Linked DNA regions of Mus musculus: regions 1 and 2 are each linked to region 3. The links are chromatin contacts, called in public promoter capture Hi-C maps. All regions are on one chromosome and are shown on one strand. The core of a region is the stretch at or near the end of the contact, and the rest is flanking DNA. Distances in the headings are between cores, read along the strand shown. Region 1 holds the start of Parp4 (poly (ADP-ribose) polymerase family, member 4). Region 2 holds the start of Zfp395 (zinc finger protein 395). Region 3 holds the start of Kpna3 (karyopherin (importin) alpha 3).

The links. Promoter capture Hi-C pulls out the DNA fragments that hold promoters and counts their contacts.
Region 1: a promoter capture Hi-C map of pre-B cells shows a contact between it and region 3, with 4 times the contacts expected there. The contact joins the promoter of Parp4 here to the promoter of Kpna3 in region 3. A contact is called at or near these places in 2 of 39 promoter capture datasets (liver and pre-B cells).
Region 2: a promoter capture Hi-C map of liver shows a contact between it and region 3, with 4 times the contacts expected there. The contact joins the promoter of Zfp395 here to the promoter of Kpna3 in region 3. A contact is called at or near these places in 2 of 39 promoter capture datasets (liver and pre-B cells).

What each region holds. Positions count from the first base shown.
Region 1 is chr14:56,574,157-56,577,053 of GRCm38.p6, forward strand. It overlaps Parp4 (poly (ADP-ribose) polymerase family, member 4), which reads left to right and starts at 1,463. Exons shown (of 35, transcript NM_001145978.2): 1 at 1,463-1,574. It also overlaps a transcript of Cenpj not described here.
Region 2 is chr14:65,357,327-65,360,026 of GRCm38.p6, forward strand. It overlaps Zfp395 (zinc finger protein 395), which reads left to right and starts at 1,350. Exons shown (of 10, transcript NM_199029.2): 1 at 1,350-1,429.
Region 3 is chr14:61,438,671-61,441,370 of GRCm38.p6, forward strand. It overlaps Kpna3 (karyopherin (importin) alpha 3), which reads right to left and starts at 1,277. Exons shown (of 17, transcript NM_008466.5): 1 at 1,053-1,277. The coding sequence starts at 1,121.

The DNA of each region.
Region 1 (2,897 bases), core at 213-2,712, 4.9 Mb before region 3:
TCATCATTTCACTTATTACCCTCTGACTGTGGGCAAGATGCGATCAGACACCTCCTGCTCCTGCAGTCAGACCTTCCCTGCCATGAAAGACTGTACACCCTAGGACTGTAAGCCAGCACACCCTCTCCTTCCAAAAGCTGCTTCTATCAGAGCAATAAGACAAGAAACTAGTAGTACAGTAAAAATGTCTCCTTTTCTGCTTTGCTTTTTAAGAACTCACTAAAGATCTTTGACTTCTGATCCTCCTGTCTGTACCTCCAGTCTGTAGGGACTACACACATATACCACCAACCCTGTTTTTAATACAGTATTAGGGACTGAACCCAGGGCTTCACACAGCACTTTAACCTGCTGAAGCATATCCTCAGTCCAGTAAAGACGTTTCTAGGGAGGGGGAGGTGGCTCAGTCCCTAGAGTGCTTGCCTGGTAAGCATAAAGACCGGAGTGTAACACACCCCCCCACCATTTTAAAAAGGAAAAAGCTGGAAGCTGGCTAGGTGGCTCAGTGGGTAAAGTATTTGCCCTACAAGCCTGATGACATGAGTCCTATACCCAGTCATGTCAAAGAAGAAGAGAAATCATAAGCACACATATGTGTATGCATGCAAACAAATATAGTATATTATATATACTATATATAAAGCCATATAATATACATATAAAGCCACACATAATGGTATGTGCTTGTAACCCCAGTGCTGGGAGGAAGAGACTGGTAGATCCTTAGTGCTCACTGGCTACCTAGCCTAGTACACATAATAAGTTCCAGATCATTTGGCACCTGAGGACAGCACCCAATAAATCATGTCACCAAAATTCACCTTTTACATTCAATTCTCTAGTCTAGACCTTATAGTCTCGTTTCATTCATCATATTCTGAAATTATTAATGGAATTATTTCTAAATCAGTCCCTACTCAGTACATTTCTGATTCTAGCGCCCAGGGCCCACACATGTGAAGCAAATAACCAGCTGAGCTGTCTAGCCCTAGACCCATCGTTTGAGCGTCTCCAATTAGTGATGGATGCTATTGTGCGCTTCAAACTCAGAAGTTCTCATTTTCTTCCACTGTTGCTGCTGAAAATCGAACCCAGGGGCCCACAAATGTTAGCCAAGCTTTCTACCAATGACCTAGCTCTTCAGTCCTAAATTCTCTCTGATGCCCCTTTGGGAAATTTGTTTCTTACCTGCCCTGGGATTCCAGCACCCTATTTAACCCCAATCCGTAATCATTTCTCTGTCAAAAGTCCCCATCCATCAAGTCTCCCAGATTCGAATTTTGGGTTTACTCCTACTGGCAATTTACACTCTGAAAAAGAAAGTGAAAGTCCTGAACGCTAGGCTGATCTGGAAAGCTGAGGCCACGCCTTCTCCCCAGCTGGACAGTCGCAGGACATCCCTCTAAGGGGCGTAGGTCCGGTGTTCAGGAGCCGCAGCCACGGTCCCGCCCCGCCGCGCCCCACCTAACCCGGCTGCGCCTGGAGCGGAAGCACCAAGGCTGGAACGCTGGCTGCGGAGCACGGAGGAGGGGACCATCCGACACCAGGAAGGGCCAGGCGGGATCTCCGAGCAGGTGCGTGGGTACCCCAGGAGGCTGTCTGACAGCCCGAGGGTCCCCGGTAGTCTCTGGTGGTCTTGACCTTCTGAGGCCTGGCTCAGGGTCAGCGGCCCTAGGAGGGGAGTGCCAGGGGAGGGGAGGTCAATGTTGACTGCGCCATCAGACCCACTGCTGTTTTGGGAAAATAACTGCAACAGAACGCAACATTTCTTTACTTTCTGAAAGTTGAGGAAACTTTTGGTAGAAGAAAATAACTCATTGAGGTCTGGAGTTGAAATTTAGCCGAATCTGACTAAGCTCCGGGTCCTATTAAGACAAAAAATAAGTAAAAAAGATGGGGTGAGTTAATTTGCAGTTTTAGCCAAGACTGGGAATAGAGAAATTCTTAGTCTGTCTAGGCCTTACCTATGGCAGTTACAATTTATGTTAATGAAAAAGGGGAAGGCCAGGAAATCCGCCCCACGTAGATTTGTCCTTAGGTTGGATTTATGCCTCTGTCCTACTAAAGGTACTTCCGGTGCTATGGCTATTCTTGGTTGTTAAATTGACGCACCTGGAAAAAAATGAACCTCAATTGAGAAATCGCCTCCGTCAAATTGACCTCTGGGGTGTGTCTGCAGAGCATTTTCTTGATTGCTAACTGAAGGAAGAGAGCTTAGCCCACTGTAGGCACCGCTTCTGGGCAGGTGGTCCTGGATTGTATGAGGTGAGCAGAAACAGAAAGCAAGCCAGTAAACTGCGTTCTTCCTTGACCACTAATTAATCTACTCACTTTACATGCCAATCACAGCCTTTAATCCAGTCAGTTCCTTAAATTGTGCTACTGTTATGAATAGTAAGTAAAAATATCTGTGTTTCCTATAGTCTTAAACCCACTGTCAAAGGGGTCAAGATTGAGAACCACCGGCTTCCACGTTCCTGTCAGGGGTTCATGCCCTGACTTTCATGTTTGACTGTAAGCAGTGAGATGAGGTAAGGAAGAGTAACAACAGGATCAAAGCTGGGATCTGTCTCAGGGCAGCCAATAGGAAGACGGCTTGTGATGGGCTCCCCTACGACACGCTGAAAGGAAGAAACGTGGGTGTTCACTCCCTAGCGAGGCAGCCTTCTCTCTCCACTGTGCAGTTTTTTGTTTTGTTTTGTTTTTTCGAGACAGGGCTTCTCTGTATAGTCCTGGCTGCTCAAGAACTTTTTCTATAGACCAGGCTGGCCTCAAGCTCAGAGATCAGCTTGCCTCTGCCTCCTGAGTGCTGGAACCAAAGGCGTGCACCACCACCACCACCACCACCACCACCACCAGGCTCGAGTTTGATATTTAAAAGCTATTGGAAATGACTT
Region 2 (2,700 bases), core at 100-2,599, 3.9 Mb after region 3:
GTTGATTCCCTCCGCTATGTTGTGCATGTTGGGGCTCTAACTTGTGACATCAGACTTGGTCACAAGCAGTGTTACCCACGAGCCCTCTTGCCAGTTCCCAGGACATATTGTTTTTCATTTGCCGTGAGCTAGGCACTATCTCTAGTTACACTGCTTTGTTTTATAGATCAAGAAGCTGATGTGTTTAGGGCTGAACCTGCTAAAGATGCCAATGCTAACTCAGCTCTTAAAATGGGATGTGATTCCCAAGCTCTACTAACACTCCACGGCCTCCTAGAAACACAGGAAGTCCAAAATTGGAGGTGAACTGCAACTTCGAAGTATTTTAAAACTTTTTTTTTGAGAAGGGAGGGGCTATTACTCTTTTACTCATTAAATTTGATTGTAAACACACACACACACACACACTCACACACACTTAGACATTCGCACACACCCCTCTCCACTGTCCTTGGCCTTATCTAGAAAAAACACAGAACTACACAATGGAACCGCTTCGATTCTCCCTGTTACAAATTATCCAAAAGCCAGAGCCTAACGGTGCCAAAAAGCAACCGGTATTGTTTACACAAGGGCTGAAGGCTAATAGTTAACTTTCTCCTATTTAATTCCAGAAACAGTAAACATCGCCTCGCGCTACAACTACAAACGAATAAAAGTCATAAAACTGGAGAAGAACACTCTTGGTCCAAAGCGAAATGGAAAGGTTGGGTTTTCAAGCGCTTCCGCCCTCGCGCGCCGCCTCCCGCTACCCGGCCTCGGGTCCCTGTCGCCCTCGCCAAGCTCCTGTCCCTGGCGCCTAGAGCTTCTGGCTTCCTTTCCCGCCCTGGGGCGCGCTGGAAAAACAACAGCCAGAAACTTTGGTTGGGTTTGCAGTTCAGTTGGGGGGGGGGTCGGGGGGGGAGTCAAAAAAAAAAAAAAGGAGGCGCGGGGGTAGCAGATACGCTAGTTCGGTTCCGGGTGGTGCTGAACGCTCGGATTTCGGGGTGGGGGCTGGGGAAGTGGGTCACAACTCGGTCAGGTTCAAGTGCGCATGTGTGAGAGGAGTCGCTCCAGCACTTATTGAGCGCCCACTGTGTACCGCCAAGCAGGGTGTGTGGAGCGCGCGCGCGCACGTCCGGGGCTGGGGCTGGGGGCGCGCGAGTCGTGCGCGCGCGTGGCCGGGGGTGTGTCCCTGCGTCTGGCTGGCTCGCGGGCGGACTGGCTGCGAGCGGCTCGGCGCGCTCCCTTCCCGGGCGGGGGAATCCGGGCCGGGTTGTGGCCGCGGCCGCGTACGTGAGCGCAGTGTCCCGGAGAGGGAGGGCAGGCCGGCCAGGTGGGCGCGAAGGCGGCGGCGCGGGAGGCGGCGCAGTGCAGGGGCCGCGCCGGTGGCGGGCAGGGCCGCGGCCGCTGCAGGGAGCCGAGCTGTCTGGGTCAGTGGCCGGCCGAGGTGAGCTGCGCGCGGGACCTCGCATGGGTTGCAGCCCGGGTTTGGGGCCGACAGCCAGGGGTGGGTGGGAGACCCGGGAGGCTCGCGCGGCCCGGGCAGGACCGGGGCTGCTGCGGCGCTGGCGGGGTGACTGGGTGGGGGTGGCCGCTCTCCCTCTCACGCGTCGCCTTGTTTATGTCGCGGGTCCTACGGCCCGATCTCCCTCCCAACTTTGAGTGGTGGCCGGGAGTGGCCTCGCGGGGCCACACTGACCTGTTAACCTGCTCCCTTTCCGGCTGAGCCGTCAGCCCTGCGCTATGCGCGCCCCTGCCCTCTCCATAACCAGAGAGTGCCGTGCTGCGGGACTGGCCTCGCGACACACCCTCTCTCAACCCCCTTCTTGCGGCCCCTTTCGCCGCCCCCTTGGCTCTAAGCCTTCCGGGCTCACCCCGGGTCCCTCCCGGGCCGTGGCACTGTGGGCCTCTGGAGTGGCCCATGGGGGCCTGCAAAGGGAGTTTGTCATGGGCAAACAATTCCAAGGCTTCCTGCCTGGGAGTTAAGGCTCTGCACCTTCACTTTAGGGCCCTCTTGGAGATCTAAAGAGACCCACCTGCCAGCAATCTTGCAGGAGCCCTGTTTTCCATCCCTCCCTTTCCTGTGGTTCTGGAGGACTTCCACCAGGCATGGGTTCCCATGATGCCAGGCCATGGCACAGGGGCTATCTATAGTTCTTCACTGCTTTCTGCAAGATCCCTTAACAGAATGGTGTAAAGTGGAGCAGTTTGTTTCAAACTGAGCAATCAACAGGTATTGTAGCCTGAGGACATCCTTCTAAGGGGGGTTGTGTAAATAGAGGTTCTTGCTTTGGAAGGGTGAAACACAAGGAAATTGGTTAGCCCACAGGTACCTCTGAGAAGCCACTCTGCCCTCTTCCCACTGCCAAGCTTTCTGGATGATGTCTCTGAAAGCTATGAGAGAGAAATGATTTGAGAGCTCAAATGCAAATGAACGTGCAAGGGCTGCAAAGTTACTGTGCAGGCTCAGGCACAGGAGGCATGGGAGATAAAGGTGGGGAAGGGAATACGGAACTCAGTTTGAAATAATTTCCACCTGTGGATAATTCCCTGGCAAGACTCAGTCAGAAGGAGGAGTTCACAGGTGACAAGTTTACAAAAGGATGTCCAAGGGCTTGCTTGTCTTGGTGAGAAAGGCAATAGAAGACTCATAGATAACACCCGTCGGGGCTTGTAATCTCTTGGAGGACATAGAAAGACTTGAGCATGTGAAATATG
Region 3 (2,700 bases), core at 27-2,526:
CATCAAATCCAGAGGTTGGGTCCCAGTGAAGTTTGTGCTATTACACTTCATTGGTTTTAGTAGGAGCAGTGAGACCTCTAGCGCTACCTCAATAAGCAGAGTTTGCAAATAGTAGCTGCTAATGTCACCTTAATGAGACAATGGCAACATGCTGAGTAGCAGCAAACTGAGTGACCACAATGAATGTTTACAGTTTTGCAACCACTTGGAAAATCTACTAGCTTGGTGGCATGTGGTATATACAAGGACGTAGGAATCTTATGTATCCAATTTATTTCTGCAAAACAGGTGAAAGAAATTATTTTCCTATTATTCACACTTCGACTCCAAGACGAGCTTTAAAAAAACAAAAAACAAAACACAACAAACAAACAAAAAAAAAAACCCAAGATCAGAGGTCTGCACAACCTCCTTCCCAAAGCTTCAACACAATAGATGGTAAACTATTGTCCACCTTTAGCTCGCTCTAAATGCCAGCAGTCACAGGGGTATGAGCTGCAACAGCTCGGGAAGACTGGTCCAAAGGACCGCACTGGAATATAAGAAAATGGTCTTGGCGCATCCTACCCTCCCCCATCCACCACCCTCAAACAAGTCAGTTACCCGGCTGGTCCCCACCCCCCTCTGAGGGCTGCCACCGCCCGCCTGGGCCCGGCTCGCACAAGGTAAGCGCGGGGACCGAGGCTCCATGTGCGGCAGCGCGGGAGGCTGCACCGGCTGCGGACACGAGCGGCGGCGCGGCCCGGCCCCGGCGGTGCGGGTGGCACGCGGGCCGGCAGCATCCCGGTCCGTCCTCCCGCGCGGCCCGCGGACCCCGCCTCGGCTCCACATCCCTTCCCCTCCGACGCCAGGCCGCGCCCGCGCAGCGGGGCCGAGCGCTCAGTGGTCCCAGGTGCCGCGCTAGTCGCTCAGAGGGCGGCTGCTGCCCGGGCCGCGGCGCCCCGAGGCGGCGGCCAACTCCGACTGACCGCCAGCCGGCGAGAGCCAGCGGCCGCGGCCCCCGCCCCTCCCCTCCCAGCCGCCCGGCCCGGCCGGCCCCGGAGCACACTCGCCTCCACATCGCGGCCCTTGTTCTTGAAGCTCTTGATGCGGTGGTTCTCCAAGCCGGGGTTCTCGGCCATGGCTGCGCGCGGCTCCGGAGGCGTCTGCTCCTGCGGCGGCGGCGGCGAGTCGAGCGGGAGGGGACGAAGGGGGAGGAGCGCGCGCTCCGTGACGCCTGGAGCGCGAGGTGGCCGCGGCGCGGGGGCGGCGCTGAGGAGAGGCGCGCGCCGGAGAAGGCCAGGGCGCTGGCCTGCCGGCTGTCGCGGTGACCCTGCCCTCACCCCTTCGTAGGGCCTCCCCACAGCCGCTAGTCATGTGCTAGAAATGGAGCCCGACCTAGTCGCTTTTACCGCCACCGCTGAAGCGGGGCGGAGGGCGGAAACTACAGTTCCCAGCATGCCAGGCGCGGGTCTGAGCCACGCCGTGAGAGGACGAGAAGCATGCCGGGAGGGCTGTGCGCGCGCTTTCGGCTCGGCGCTCTCTGAGCGCGGGCTCGAAGCCCCACCTCTGGGCGGGGTGGTGGGCGGGGAAACTCTGGAGATGGCACCTTGCGGCCTATCGGGAGAGAGAGGCGGAGCTTCGGGGGCGCACCTTGCTCCCTACAGCTTGGAAAATTAGAAAAAGAACGGCCACGCGTGCTTTGCGCTTTTGGCTTCTTTAGGGTCTCCTCAAATAGCAGCCACCCTCAAACCCTGTTCTTTTGCTCTGCTTCGGTTTTATAAATAGCACGCTTGTTTCCACTCCACAAATACATGTGAGTGTGATGTGTGTGTTTATGCTTGCTTCTTGCACCTCTATTAAACTCAATGAGAACAGAGACATTGTTGGTCTCAAAAATCTGTCAGATCAAAACAGTAACTAGTAAATTCTCATTAAAAAAGAAAATGTGTTCTAGTATCCCCTGATTTCTCCAAGCATCCTTGTGCAGCCTTCACTTTGGCAGCCCTACCTTTCTATGACCCCATGCCTTAGTCCACCTTAACACACAATGTAACCTTCAGGCAGTTAATCAGACCCTAGGGCTGCAGACTCCAGACTGCCATCTCCCTTTAGCTTCTCATTGGAACAATAACAGGTTTTGGTTGATTTGGGTTGGTTGGTTGTTTTGTTTTTTGTTTTGCTTTTGTTTTTACAGCAGGTGGACTTTATTTGATTATTATCTGAGACTATTACATTTCAGAATTGTCTTAATTAGGGTTTCTATTGCTGTAAAGAGACACCATGATCATGGCAACTCTTATAAAGGAAAACATTTCATTGGAGCTGGTTTACAGTTCAGAGGTTCAGTCTATTATCATCATGGCAGGAAGCTTGGAGGTATGCAGGCAGACAGTGCTAGAGAAGGAGCTGCGAGTTCTACATCTTGGTCCGCAGGCAGCAGAAAGGGACTGTGCCCCAGGAGGGACCTAGCTTGAGCATAGGAGACCCAATGCCCACCCCATAGTGTCATATTTCCTCCTAATACTGCCACTCCCTATGGGCCAAGCAATCAAACACATGAGGCTAGGAGGCCATTCCTATTCAAACCACCACAAGAATCTTCTGCCAATATAAGCTTATGTGAAGTGTTATGCTACATACGATCAAAATAAGCCAGGTCAGAGTTTGGTAGAAATATACCATAAAGAACTCAGTTAAGACAATCTTCAGAAGAAGAGG